2 separate regions of the Mustela erminea genome follow, and region 2 is linked to region 1. A link is a contact called in public Hi-C data. All regions are on one chromosome and are shown on one strand. Each heading gives the region's core, a stretch centred on a gene start, on an enhancer-like site or on the middle of the called end of the contact. The rest is flanking DNA. Distances are from core to core; before and after follow the strand shown. Region 1 holds the start of MAML2 (mastermind-like protein 2). Region 2 overlaps MAML2 (mastermind-like protein 2).

Evidence for each region. A called contact is a pair of places that touch in the nucleus more often than the background predicts.
Region 2: a Hi-C map of fibroblasts shows a contact between it and region 1, with 3 times the contacts expected there. The contact joins the enhancer-like site here to the promoter of MAML2 in region 1. A contact is called at or near these places in 2 of 3 Hi-C or Micro-C datasets (fibroblasts and spleen).

The regions. Positions count from the first base shown.
Region 1 is chr9:35,751,340-35,758,730 of mMusErm1.Pri, reverse strand. MAML2 (mastermind-like protein 2) reads right to left here and starts at 4,278. Exons shown (of 5, transcript XM_032360171.1): 1 at 2,420-4,278. The coding sequence starts at 2,932.
Region 2 is chr9:35,846,597-35,853,987 of mMusErm1.Pri, reverse strand. All of the region lies in intron 1 of MAML2 (mastermind-like protein 2), which reads right to left. Among named protein-coding and RNA genes, the nearest start is that of MAML2, 96 kb to the right of the region's middle. Within about 2 kb of position 3,952, the one cell type or tissue checked has open chromatin away from gene starts, as enhancers often do. A contact at or near this core is called in fibroblasts, where this site is marked.

The DNA of each region.
Region 1 (7,391 bases), core at 3,029-5,528:
TATCGGGTTCATACAGTACTTGCATCACCATCTCTGAGTACCATGCTGAGTAACAAAGCTCCAAATTTAGAAGCTAAAATGGAGAAGGGAATTTCCAATAACCAAAAAGGGGGTGGTGGATCAACCTTTGCAAAACCACACGTTTTCAATGAAAAGCAACCATCAGAAAGAAACTGTTCTTTTTAGTCCTAACTCACAGGGCACCTCTCATCATCACCGAGCTCGGAGAGGGGTCTCCATGTTTCAGGATGTCGCTGGTGGTTAGAAGGAAAGAATCAGATTCTCTCTCAGAACAGGAGTGGTACAACAGCCACCTCTGGCTTCTGCAGCAGTAAGCCTTCAGTCCGGAAAGGCAGGACCCCCTCCTCTCACTTCCTACCAGCATGGAGAGTGCTATCGTAAAGTTACAATAACCATTGAGGTTGACTGGTTTCATTCTGCATCCCAAAGTACCCCCCCCCCCCCCCCGCCACAAAAGAGCCAGCCTCATTCTACTTCTACCGTGGAGAAAAGAAAAAAATCAAAAATGGCCATAAGCAGACATGCCACCTTCCTGGCCGAGATACGAGGGCCACCTCCAGTTTTGGCACCCCAGACAGATATCGGTCTTCTCCACTGAAAAAGGCTGAGCGCCTCGTCCCCTGTGTCATCCCCAGAAACACTTACCAGGAGACTGCGAAGTGCACAAAGCGGTATTATTGGGAGACTTGCAGACAGATTATAAATTTACTAGGGACAATCAAGGCATTTAGATGCTTCTGGCTGCAGATGCCAGTGACACACACACATACATACAAACCTCATTCTTCTCTCCCTTTGAGTGATTTCCCCACCCCCCACCCCCTCTGCCATTCACCTCAGCAGCTCCCTTTCACAAAAAAAAAAACTCCCACTGCTCTCCTAGGGAATTCCAAGGAGTGGTGGGATGGAACAGGTAGTAGGGAAGGGAAACTAGTCCTTGAAGCTCTAATAGGACCCCACAGGTCAACTGCATTCAAGGATGAGACAGCAAACACTGGGTAGTTCAACTGTTACCAGTTATTTTTCCTCTGGAGCTCATGCCAGGAAGTTGCAGTTCTAGGCAACCCAAGCAAAATGTGTGTGTGGTGGGGCAGATGACCACTAACCTAGCTTTCCCAGAACTTCTAGAAACTTCACTACACGCCCTGGCTAGATATAAGGGGGAGCCACAAAGAAGCATCCTATAGGCCTGGCTGGGGCGGGGAGAGGGGGTCCACTCTCCAGAGCTCCTTTTCAAGCTCCTTTGGAAAAGGAGTTGGACGCACTGTCCTCCTCTCCTTCGGGCTTTTGCAGTACTTTTAGTCTCACATGGCTATTTCCTGTTGCTGACTTTCATTAGGGCTGGCTTAGGCAAGCCGGAGCGGTGCTGCGAGCAGACAGAAGATCAAGGGCCCCACAGACCTCAGAAATGGAGGTGGCCTGCAGGGCTGCGGGGCAGGGTTCCACCTTCTACCCAGAGGCCACTGGCCTGGCAAATCCAGGGGAAGCCGGTGCACGGCAGGCGGTCACCTGACCAGGACTGGCACCGAGAACCAATGATTCAAGGGATACTCCCTCTGGGATGGGGTGTGTCTGTGCCTCTGAGGAAGAAATGCCAGCCAGAAACTTCAGTCAGAACTTTCAGGTTTGATGTCCTGTCACCAGGAGTGGCTGAAGACAAGGTACTTCCTAGGATGATAGTGCGTAAACGGCCCCTTCCGTGCCTGCCCACTGTCCTGAAAGCTGTCAGCTGGCATGACCTGCCTGTGGTGCCCGGGAAAAGAAGCTCAGTGGGAGGGGGCAGTGGGGCCATCCCTGGGAAATCAGGGAGTAAGCCTCTCAGAAACATTCCCTCACCCATCTTAGGGATGTTTCCCCCACATTTCTCTTTCGACTGAGGGGACACTCATGGAACTTCTCTGTTAGAGATCGCCACTTATGGTCTCTTAACCCAAGAAGGGGCCACTTCAAAGGGGAAATGGGAAATGCAGGAAAAGGCTTTGAGGAAGGTCAGCTGGACTGACAGAGGAACTCAGGCTGAAGCACGGCTTGTTGGGCCTAATCAGAGCTGGCTAGCCAGAAGAGAAGATCTGTGAGGACAGGGCCTTCCTCAGCGGCTCATTCAGATCTTGCAAGCCTGTAGCCACTCTTGACTCCAGAGGGCCTCTGGGAAGCTCGGGCTTTCTACTTCCTAAGAGACAGCCTACTAGTGTAGGAATAGCCATGAATGAGCACCAGAGAACTTGATGAGTAAGAGTGTAAAGCTGCACAGACTGCCTACCCGATGGCCTGGGAGGTAGCCAGGTAGCACCTTGGCCCTTTTCCTTGCTGTCCGCTCCCCCTCAGGCCAAGGCAAGCTCTACCCTCACAAAAGGCCAGCGGACCACAGCGAGAATCATGAGAAAACCAGGTGCCTTACCGCAATCAGGGCTGAGTTCCTCTGGTCCCCAGGGGTTGAAGCTTGTGACTGCTGCTCACCGTCGATCCCACCACCGCCACCATTATTGCTACTGTTGAGCAGGTGCTGCTGGTGGTGATGGTGATAGTCTGGTGGGGGCGGTGGGGCTGCTGTCGCTGCTGCTTGAGAGGCTGCAGGAGGGGCAGCAGGGGGCGGTGGAGGGGCTGCCGTGGTGGCCGCAGTGGCAGTGGCCTTGGCGTGCTTGCCAGCCTTCCTTGCCCCCTGGCCATGCTGTACCAGGCTCAGGAGCTGCAAGGTGCTCTCTCTTTCCCGGTCTGAGCTCTCAGCCCGACCACGCTCATAGCGTCCTTCACAGCTCAGGTGGTGCTGGCGGCAGACGGCGATCCGAGCCCGGAGGCGCTCCACGATAGCACTGTGCACTCTCGGGGTGACTGAGCCCCCTCCAAGGAGCCCCGCCCCAGGGGCCCCCCCTAGCCCTCCTGTGGGGGCCTGTGGGGGCGCTGTGTCCCCCATCTTACTGGACACAATGCTGCCTCTGGGATGGTGAGGTGGAAGGAGGCTACTGCTGGCTATTGCAGGCAAGTCTGTTTTTGACAATGTGAGCTCAGTGTTCAGGGCCACATGAATAGAGGTCTTCAGAGGTTGGGGGGAGCCGTGGAGAAGGTGTGGGGGAGGGGAGTTAGTAAAAAGAGGGTGAGGAGACAGAGCAGAACCAGTCGCAGAGGATTAGTTGGAAACAAACCCTTATCAACTTACTCTAATTGCATTTGACAGCTCTTGAGAACTTGGACAGAGTTGGTGGGTTTTTTTTTTCCCCCCCACCAGGCTGACAAGAGCCCCTAGGTACTTTGTAAACACACGATCTGGGGGTTAGAGCAGGAATTCAGGGATTGTCAAGCCAGAGACAGAAACAGACAGCAAAGGGAATTGAGAGGAGTATTAATAGAGATTGGACTCCCCCTCACCTAGTTGTTTCAGAAAAATTTTTTATGGGGATGTTTCTGCAGAGAAACACATCTCTACCACGTCTATGTAACCTGCAGCCTTTACTTTTCTCCGGGTTAGGAAAAAAAGTGCTGTTTCAGGAAATTTTCAAAGGCAATGTTCAGAATGAACAAAAATCAAGAGAGGCTGTCTGTTGGCTTTTAATTTTTCCTCCCTTTCCCTTGGCTCCGGTGTTTTCTCCTCTTTGGGGTACTGTAGGATGTTGTCTTCTCCCAAAAGAGGGAGATAGCTTTTCAATTGTTAACAATGTCAGTAACTGGACTTTTGGACCATGCTCTTTTCTTCAGCTAATCCAATCACCGGTAAAAATCCTCATTCCCTCTAAGGTTTCCTAGCCTTAAATGAAAGCAGTCTGAAGTCGCTAGCCACTGAGAGAGATCCTTCAACACATTTTTTTTTTCTTTCCCGCTTACGCTTCCTCACCCCCGGCGGCTCTATTCTAACACAGTATCAAGAGAGACAAACTCTTCCGAGAGTAATTTACAAACGATGGTCAAACTTACAAACTTCCAGCAAATTGCACCGAGTCATGTCCAGCCACTTTTCTGTCCACTTTTGTACATTCCATCCCCGGCCAGTGGATCTGAGGGTCTGGACTCGCAATAAGCAATGTGGTTCTATCTCCTGTATTGCTCCGCTTTATAGATGGAAAGAAAAAAAAAAAAAAGTAGCTTGTATTTTCCTTTCTCTTTCCCGTCTGTTGTTAGCCGCTTTGCTGACACTGGCTCCACTGCCCGGAGTCACGGCGATACACAGGCTTTCATTGTGCTCCGATAGGAGAGGGAGAGAAAGAGAGAGAGAGTGAGACAGAGAGGGAGAAAGAGAGAGCCAGCAAGCTGCAGATGGGGGCGGGGGGAGGGGGCGGGCGGGAGAGCAGAGCGGCGGCTCCCTGGTGGAAGGCTGGTGTCACTGCACGAGTGAGTAATTGCAGCCGGGCGCCCGAGAAAGGGGAACGCAGAGGGCCTCCCAGTGGCCGAAGACGTAAATCCCACAGCCTGCGCGCGGCGCGTCTCGCCGGGGCTCCCGGAGCCTGACTTGGCCGAGTGGGGAAGGCTGGGGAAATTCCCCAACCCCTACCCATGTACTTCACCAGCTCTAAATGTTGAAGAAATTCCCGGCCAGGGAATGTATTTTCCCTTTCAGACCTACCTGACGCCCCCCTGAGGGTATCATTTTCATTTTTCAATAGGTTGTAAAGGACACCACTGAGCACCCCAGCGAGAGCTGGGTGAGCAGGGAGGAAATGCTCATTAAGTATAATAAGGAAGGCGGGCGAGGATGTGCGTGTTGGGGGCGGGGGGCGGCGGGGTGCAGTGGAAATCACATCGCTAGCCCACCCGGAAAGGGGAGGCCAGTGTCTTGTCTACCTGCCTGCCTGTTCTGTGCGTCTTTGGGTAAGTCAGCTTCGGTGATTACAAGCAATTCAGCAGGGGTAAATAAGAGATTTTATGACGATGAAATCACCGGTCCCAGTTCTAGAAAAGAAAATGAAGGTTTTTCTTTGAAAATACGAGGTGACTTATGACAAGTCACTGCAAGATCCACGGCTATCTGGTTTACATGTGCATGGAGAAAACTCAGTATGTAGCCGTGGAGTTTCAAGAAGTTTAGGTGAGCACAAAATTGGGATCGTCAGGACCATAACCATGCTGTGTGTCCTAACTCCGAAGTCACTTGGATTTGAGGTCTCGAGCAATGGGACTTCATTAATTTAAACGAATACTCCCACCTCAGTGACACGGCCCTTCTCCAAATTGACCTATGGAAAGAAATGAATGGGTAAAGTCAATGGAAACATGGTTAAGACTGGATTTATTTACAATTTAGTTCCCAATAGGTAGGCTGGTCTGCTTTAGTCCATTTTATTTTCACAAGTTCGGGAATATTTGTTTGGAGTTGGCGACAAGTATACTCTGATCGAATGTAACTTATTCTTTTTTTTTTTTTTTTTTTTTTTTTTTACTTTTCATTGGAACTTCTGTCCTTTCCAAGGCTAAGTTCCTCACTAGTTACATGGGGGAAAGGCAGGAATTTGTTTTTGTTAGGTATGCAGATTTTATGGGGAAGTCTCTCATGAGGTGTCATTAAAAATTGAAGGAGTTTTGATCATTTTACATTTGATTTTTTTTAAAAAGTTGTACTCATTAGACATTATCTTCCATTATATGGGTACTTTATATTCAGCAATCATACTTGATAAAAGAGAAAATGCAACATTTAAATTTAAAACACTGTTTACTGGACAGTGATGCCATAGCATTGATTTTCATTAGTAACTCAGAATCCTTAGTCAAAACCGTTGTTCCTTTCTGATACAAATTTTGATTTCCATGCTAGACAGGGACATACCTTAAAAACATGTCAAGCAGTTTAATAGATTTTTACACTATATTCAGCCGTGTATGTCACTTTTTTTTAGAGTGTCTTTTATATACATTTTTCCTTTACAGCCCATTAAATTCAAGCTGAAATCATTATGCACATCCTCATTTCCATTCACATCAGCTACTGTTTATTTAATCACTGTTTCAGGCACAGCACTTCACATAGATCTCCCTTAATCCATGTAAGTATTATTAACCTCACTTAGAAGTGAGGAAACTGAGGCTCCCAGAAATTAAACTCCTCGTTCCAGTTCATGTGACTAGGAAATAACAGCTCAGGGCTCTACCTCAACACCGATGGCAAACCTGTGCTCTCTTAACCACTGGGCTTGCTGCCTCAATATTGCAAAGCTGCAATTACACTCTAATCAGCTTGCTAGAGTCTAAGCCTCCAAGAAATGAGTAGTGAATAGAACCACCCATCTGAAGGTGAGAGCAGACAAGTGAGAAAGCATGTTCAATTACATCCAACTGCCAATAAAATAAACATTTATTTTGTTCCTCATTTCCCTCCCCTCCTTTTAATGGTATTGTTCTCTAACCCTTGTTTCTGTGTAGCCATGTGAATTCTTTCAAGGATTGCTTTTCTTTTACTTGTCCATTTTTGACTCATCATCTCTCCTAACATGGCTACTTAACACTAAAGCACCTAACACCACAGTAATAAATGCCAAGATCTAAACACTTCACAGACATGTAGAATTTTAAATTTACAAAGTATTTTTTGGTGTTAAAGCAAATCAATGATGTTGATGCTTATAATGATGATAAAATCATACAGCATGTCATAATACCTGTTTGAGGTTAATTCAGTTTTTTCAACATTTCAATTTTCTTATGGACTCCTTGCTTTTGGCCCCCCAGTCCAGGCTCATTTCCGTTTCCTAACAGCTTGTCTCTCTGCCATTCTTTTGGTGTTACCGTATACCTAAAAAGCCTCTTGTAGTTTTCAAACACCCGCTTATGAAGTTTGCTTGGTTGCAGTAACTGCAGACATCAGCAAAACTACTTTTACATTTCCTGATCAACAGTCAGAATGCTGTTCCAGTGGGAAAAATGTTTCATGCCAGCAAGATGCCTGACCTAGGAACTGGGTCAGCTGCCATCATTAAGTCCCTCTAATCATTAGTGCCTTAATTTTTACAAAGTAAATGCATGATATTTAAAACAATACATAAGTTAATTTAAAAAACTCTCCAGGTGGAAGGCAATCTCACTCTTCAGCATTCTCGGGCTTGTCTGCAGTGTCGCGAGCATATGAGAAGTGATGCTCCTGGGGACATTAGAGATACTTTACAGATCATTCACTTTCGTTTTCTGTGGCCTTCCTTTCTACAAGTCATTCATGATCCTTCACCCTTACAACTTGACTATTACTTTTCCTCCAGTTCTGCCTTGCTTCTTTTTGGGCACTGTCACTTCATCTTCAGCTCTCAACTATGGCTTCATTTTGGTTAAGGATTATTTCCATATGCCAGAGAAATAAGAATAGAGATATGTGACTGAAATTTCTATTTTACACTTTTCAAAAAGGTATGTACTCCTCATGTGAAACATCAGCATCAGTATTCTCAGTACTTTGT
Region 2 (7,391 bases), core at 2,703-5,202, 96 kb before region 1:
TTCCCAAATGGCTGGCAGATACTGTTAGGTTTGGATGATTAAATGCATGAAGGAGGCAGAGAAGGCTCTAGACTGCAGCCTCTGTAGGTGAATTTCCTCCCTCCCTCTGGGTGATGGTGCAAGAAAAGACTGGTGGGAACAGCTACTGACTCCTATTGAGGGACCTCCTCGTCAGGATTCTCATTGCTCTAACGTCGCTCCTCAGGAAGCCCAGGGCAGAGTGATACCACGACTTCAGATGTTTTGGCCAAATTCAGAGTAAGGACAGATTCCTGGGATGGAATCAAGAGCTTTTGAGTTTTGTTTTTCCTAAACACTGAGGCTATACCTAAGTGATTACACTGTCCCATGGTTATGAGTTCCTATGTATGTTATTAAGTGTGAACTAACAATCCTTCAGTTTCTTCTATCATTTTGAAGTTGAACTACAAGGCAATCAAGAAAAAAACAAAGTCACACACTCCAGTTACAAATCCTACTATTACAAGTAGGGCTACTATTTACAAGCTGTCAACTTGGGAATCTCCACTGGGAATCTGGGTTATATCATAAGAAGATAGAATAAGGGCACGTATGTCCTAGAGCAGAATGGTGGTTAGTGGTGTAGGTTATACCAGTAAGTTCCCAAATATTAGCATTCCTCATTTCTTGAACCCTCCCCCTTGTCCACTACCACAGCCATGTTCACCTGCCCAGGTCTTCATACCACTTCTGAGCTGTACTTTCTTTTCTTTTTTTTTTTTTTTTTTTCATTGGTAAACAAGGAAAACTATTGATTCTGAACAGGATGGTTGTGGAGATCAATTGAGATGAAGGGAGTGTTTCTTGTTATTATAGGCTTCATAGGCATCATTATTATTTACAGTCTATGAGGAAATATTAGCCAATAACTTTATTCTTTGTCATTATGCAGTGCTTTGATTTATAATCTACATTAAAGACAAAAGCTAAACAAAAGCTAAGGGTCTGTGCCTTAGAATGCTAAATCACCATTAAAATAAACCATTTGGAAAACTCGATTAGCTGTTCAATTTTATACTGTGATTATTCTTTCCCCAGGTTTTCTTCACAGACAAAAAATAGAAAATTTGGTTTGTTTTTCACAGTATTAACAAAAGCTGATGAACTGTCTGTGTCAATGTTATATATTTAGTGGACTTATTATTATTTTTGCAATGCTTTGGCACAGCTCAATTTTAAATGTAATTACCACATTATAATCTTGGCAAAACCCACTGTTCCAAATAATGCTCTGATGTACAAATGAGTCTTCCTACCAAATGAAAACCGCCAAGGGAAAGGTACTGTTATATTACATACAAATGAAAAGTCTCATTGAAGCACAGAATAACTATAAATTTCATTTCTAAAGCATACACTATATTCACACAAACCTAAAAAAAGTTATAATTAAGACGTCCAATTCTCCTGAAATAGCACTCTAATATATTCACTGTAGGGTACATAGGCACCCCGGATCAAACAGCATCTCTGTACGCTGTGAACTAGAGACACTACTAGAATTAATACGTTGAAAATTTCTGCAACTGTTGCAGAACATGAGGGTAAACACTGAAGTGTGGCCAGAAGATGTTATCACCAGCACTGTAAGTCATTATGAGGTAAAGTTTTTATAATAGTGTGTGCTTACAGATGTCTTCATCACAGTATTTTCACCAGGTCTGCCTCATAATAATACCATATCTGGTCTTTCCAACATAAAGGGTTTCTTGCTTTAGTAGAGAAACCAACTCTGAGATGAGGACTTACCTAAGGGATTAGCTTTTACTTTATGCCAGGTGATCCTTCTGGGACTTAAGTGTGTAGCTTTTCTTCCCAATATCTACCGGAAAACCTTTCTGAAACAATGCAGGAGGCTGATGACTATTCTCCTATTGCAAGAGTTCTCAAACCTGGGATGATTTTTGCCTCCTACCCAGGAGATATTTGGCAATGTCCGTGGACATTTTTGACCATTATAACTGGAGGGGCGTAGCCTACTGGCACTTAGCGGGTAGCAGAGATGTGGCTAAACATCCTACAAGGCACAGGGAAGCCCCACACAAAAAGGAATGATCTTGTCCAAACTGTCCATTGTGCTGAGGTCCGTATCTCCATCTGACAACATAACAAGTGTTGCCTCTTAACACTGCCTGGGTCAGTGTCCCTGGACAGTCCTTGTTGTAAAGGTCAACACAAGAGCAGAATCCAAATCCTTTGTTTCCTGCTGGGATCCCATAAACACTGCCAGTGCACACATCCAGTCAGTGGGCGCTTAGTTTGCTTCAGGCTGGGCCCAGAACTTTCTGAAGTTCCAGTTTTGCTTTGTTCAATCATTTCCGAATATATGTAAGTATCATTCTGATTTGAACCAGTTCATTAGGTCTAACTGGGGACAGGTTCGGTTCAGTGACAGCACTAATATTTGGGTTTTGTTCCGTTCAAGGTGCAGCACAGCAAGTGCGATTCTTGGCCCTTGGCTATGGCTCCTCTGTTTAGGGCCTTGCCTTAGTGTCCACGTGAGTGTGACTGGAGCGGAGAGTCCAAGCCCATCACCATCACGGCTCCTAGAGCCTCTGCATAGCAAAGGAGTTAATTCACTCGACTTTGTTTTAGAGGAAGACTCATGAACACCAAGCACCGAACCAAAAAGTTTTAGGGTGTCTTGATTCCCCACTTTCTGTTGCTTGGTTTCAAATGATAAAGAGTTAACCAACTTATTAAAACTTATTAAAAGCAACTTATTCTATATTCTGTGTATGAGAAGGTACAATAGTCTCATGTTTTGAGTCTTCCTGATACTGTTTACTTGAGTACACTCTAAAGGGAAAAAAAAAAAAAAAGGAGGAAAAAAAGTTCTTGAAAATCTCCAGGGACTGAAAAAAGTGCCCGTTTACCCTTATTTTGCAATGGCCCTTGTTGTGAAATCATCAGACTGCAAAACACTGGAGGGTGGATTTTAGCGACAAGACCTCCTTAAGGCTGTAAACAAACCGAATGCATTAAAAGGAAGAAACAGAGGTGGCAGATTTCATCATAAAACAGGGAAAACAGTTTTCCAGCTGAATTATAGATACAGCGCAAAACGCAGTTGTTCATTTTTTAAAACTTCGGTTTCTGCAGGCGGCAACGGAACATTCCAGTTGGCTCAGTTCATGAAAGCCATCTGCACCTGCTCACAAAACAGCTTAAAGGAAGAAAAAATCCGCACGAAGGATTTTAACTTACACAGACAATAAGGAATAGCCCCTGGTACCCCCGCACCCATAAAGGAGGAACAGTATGAAGCAAGGGTATCATAATTTTTTTTAACTACCGATACATAATAATCTAAAACCACCTTACAGCATGATTTCCGTTTTACCTGTGACAGCTACACTTACTTGTTCTGGTTGTCTGCTAAAAAGTTAGACGATTAAAATTCAATTATGTGGGTTTTTCTTTTATGTTGCCTAGGGTTGAATGAATTACTGGCAGGAAACTTTAGCTCACGAATTCAATCAAAAATCCTTTCATTTGTCAGAGCTGCTTCCTGCCCCTTCTCCTTTAAACATCTGCTTCTCCAGTTCAGGGAAAACACACACACACACACACACACACACACACACACACACCCTCTTTGTTGAAATACACACACACACACACACACACACACACACACACACGCCCTCTTTGTTGAAATAATAAGCCATCACCCAAACTTCCCTTGCAAAAGTTACAGATTCTCTCTTAAACACACACTTGCTCCCAGTAGAGTTTATTTAATGTATCTTTAATAGCTTCCTTGTACTCCTTTCTTCCTTTCCGCTTTTAAATTCTGGAAAATCTCAAGCTGACAAAAGAAGACCTTTTTAAAAACTCAGCCATTCGCCCGGAGAGAAGCCCGGGAGGCCCGCAGGCCAATGAGCAGGAGGCCCCGCGGCGGCGGCGGCGGCGGGGAGGGGGCCGGGCTGTCGGGAAGGGCTCGCGCGCCGTACATGGCAGGCGCTTCCTGCCCTAAAAGGCCGGCTCCGCACCCACAGAAATCGGGGGTGGGGAGGTGGGGGGGCCAAGCAGGAGGCGCCGCTCCAGAGGCAAACAATCCGTGCGCCTCCGCGGCGCTGAACCGAGCGCGGCGCCGGCCTCGCCGGAGTCCTCTTCCAATCCCCGCCCGCTCCCTCCTCGCCACCCGCCCCCCCCCCCGCCCCATCCCAACCTCCCATCCCCATCCCCTTCCCCAACCTCATCCTCAGACCCCCCCCCCCCCAAAGCATGGCCCACAGGTGACCGCCCTGGGAAGAGCTGAAAGTGCCTGCCTTCTCTGCGCACAGCAGCAGGCCCGCTGGGAGTCCACCCATCCTGCCTCTGCGTTGCCCTACGGACTCCTCTTTGGGAAACGGACCTGGGGCTGACTTCAGGGGCTACTCCCATTGCCTACAAATCGTGCTGTTTCTTTCTCTACAGAAATCTGGAGCAAATGCAAAACAAAACAAAAACAGTAAAATTTGGGGCTGTGCTGCCTGATGATGTCAAACCTATTTCAGATCTTTTAAAATAGGATCACCCCTTTGAAAAGCCTCAGAATCATGGGAAAGACGTGCTTTAAGAATGCTCACATAGAGTTTATAAACGTTTAAAACTGGTCAAAGTGGTGATGTTTTACTAGGACATGGTACATAATAAAACCGGCTGTTATATCACGGTGAAGCCTAAGAATGTTTTCTTATCTAAGCTGTGCCTGTAATTCTGTAAGTAGATAAGGAAGCTTCCGGTTACTACACTTTTCGCTTTCTTATAGACAGAAGAGCTTGAGCTGTAACGATTATAACATTACTAGTAGTCCCAAATGTACTACAATCAATACATTCATAATTTCTCCAGGTTGTAATTATTCACCCTTAAATTTTAAAAAGGTGGTGCTATATTAAAGCTATTTATTGTTACGTTAATAATAGTAATAACAGGTAACATTTCTGAGCACTATGTACCAATTGTGATGCAAGTTATTTACATGCATTATTTTATTTAACCCCCAAACCTTATGGGGAGCTATGATTATGTACATTTGAAGAAACGGGTTTAGATCATTAATCTGCTAAAGGCCAGACAGTTAGGTAGCAAAAGCTGTAACCTGCACCCAATACCTGGACCCTCAAAACATACACACACTATTCACCCATGTATCCATCCATCATCCATCCATCCATCCATAGAAAAAGCCCATCATTTGGAAGACACAAACAAATGTGGTAAGTTGTACACACCCCTCAAAATTCTTTTAATATATGCATCTATTTTATCCAGTTGAAAGGTAAGGAATAGGCAATATCTTCAAATGTCAGGCATCAGATAATAACACTCACATACTGAATAAAAAAACAATGAATAGTACAGAAAGAAATAAATCAAAAAGTCAATGAAGCTGCTATCAACAAAAAATTCAATACTCCTTTGACATACAAAATATAACATTCAAGGTATTTCTCAAAAGACCAATTTTTTCCTTAAATTTTCCAAAGAATTTTCAAAAATACATTCAGGGAACATTTGGGAATAGCAAGTTTCCAAAACAAAACATGCATAGCTAGATTAGCTTGCCAGTTTTGCCATTTTTTCTTTCAGTGGAAAGTTCATTGGACAAATTAAAATTTCACCCTAGACAGGATGTGAGAATGTTTTTGTAAATCACAATTTACTGTATATCAATGCCATGTGAAAGTTTTCTTTCCCAAACAAGAACCCACATGAAACTTGGTTATTAAGCCTCAAATAAACCCTTTTTACATACCTATAAGCCTCAAATTGAAATTACCTATAAATAGGTTTTTAGATTTCTTTTTCATTTTAATTCTTGAGTGTGGAGGGCAAGAGGTTACATCCTTTATATAAACTTCTGCTTTGGGCTAAAACCAATGTATCCTCATTCTGAGGTTTCATCTGAAATGCCTCAAGTTGATTTACTTCAGTGTGAGCTTGTACGGGTAATGGAATTGTGACTCAATTCAAGTTATTTCTGTATTCACCTGAATCACTCTATTATGCTTAATTCTTTGCATTTCAGTGTTCAACAAAAATGTGAGGGCTTATTATGTACTAGGTACTATGCTAGGCACTAGGAATACCAAAGCACAAAAATCAAGGTCTCTATGCTGGAGAAAGTTACAGACTCAGGAGAGAGAACAGGTGAATAGGTCCTAAGAATTGAGTTAGTGCCAAACAGGAAGCAGAACTCAATCTGTGGGGACTCATCAGAGTGATCAGTCAGGGAAGGCCCCCTCCTCGACAAACCGTCTCATTTAGCCACTCAACAAATATTGTCGGATTTTGAAGGATTAGGAGGTATTTACAGCCAAGAAAGGCAGAAGAAACACAGCATGTGAAAGTACTATGTTCGGAAAGGGATTCTGTGGTCCGGGATGTGGTTCAAGTCTGTACAAAATGCGATAAAGCACGGGCGGCCAAGTGACCCCGGTTCTGTTTGGGGTGCAAAGGAAGGCATCTGAGAAGACATATGAGCTACCTCCTGAATATACCCACAAATGCCCCTAGTAAACGGAATATTGGGGAACTGTCTGTGGTACGATACAGGTTAAGTGCTCAATGCCTTTCATTTCAAGTCAGTGAAAAATTCCTTCAATGTTTCAGTAGAAGTCCTGATGGAGAGGAACGTAGCTAACTCATTTGGGGGGAACGGTGAAGCGTTCCTGTATGCACAGCAGAGAAAGCTCCCACTGCGCTCTCATGGCAGAACCACACCCACGACTGTAGCTAACCCATGGGGACTGATCAATGTGACATGTAAGGTTTGAGGTCTGCTCTGACGACATCTGTGAGGACACGCACCAAGTCTGTCAATTTGGAACAGAGAGCCACCTCCCTCGGACCAGCAGTTCTCACAGACTCCTCACCCTGTCTCAATTGTTAATTCCAAGTGAAACAAGGACATGATTCATACCCCCGGTTGCCTTTCTTTTCATGTGTAGCATGATCAAAAGAATAATTATACAGAGAGGAATTCTGAAAAGACAAAAATTGCGTGTGATCCTCCTTACATAAGGACCTCAGTGTGCGGCTGGAAACCCTCTGATTTGTTCTGTTGACTGCCAGCTTCAGGTTACAAGCAGGGAACAGAGAGCCCTCATTAACATCTTCCTAGCCTCCAACAAATAGAGAGTTCAACAAACCCATGTAGCCTTCACAAGTACATATCAGATTCAGACCATGCAAAAATAATAAACCTTAGTCAACGGTTTGATGACTTCTGAGCAAAGAGAGAGGAGGCACATACAGCTTGGTTAGCAACCCTAGGGAAAGTGCTAGGAGGGCTTGCTAAGAGAAGAATTCAGAGATAGATCAGTGGCCAAAAAAAAAGTCACTATGCTTTTAAACTCTTTCCACACACTGTTGCTTAA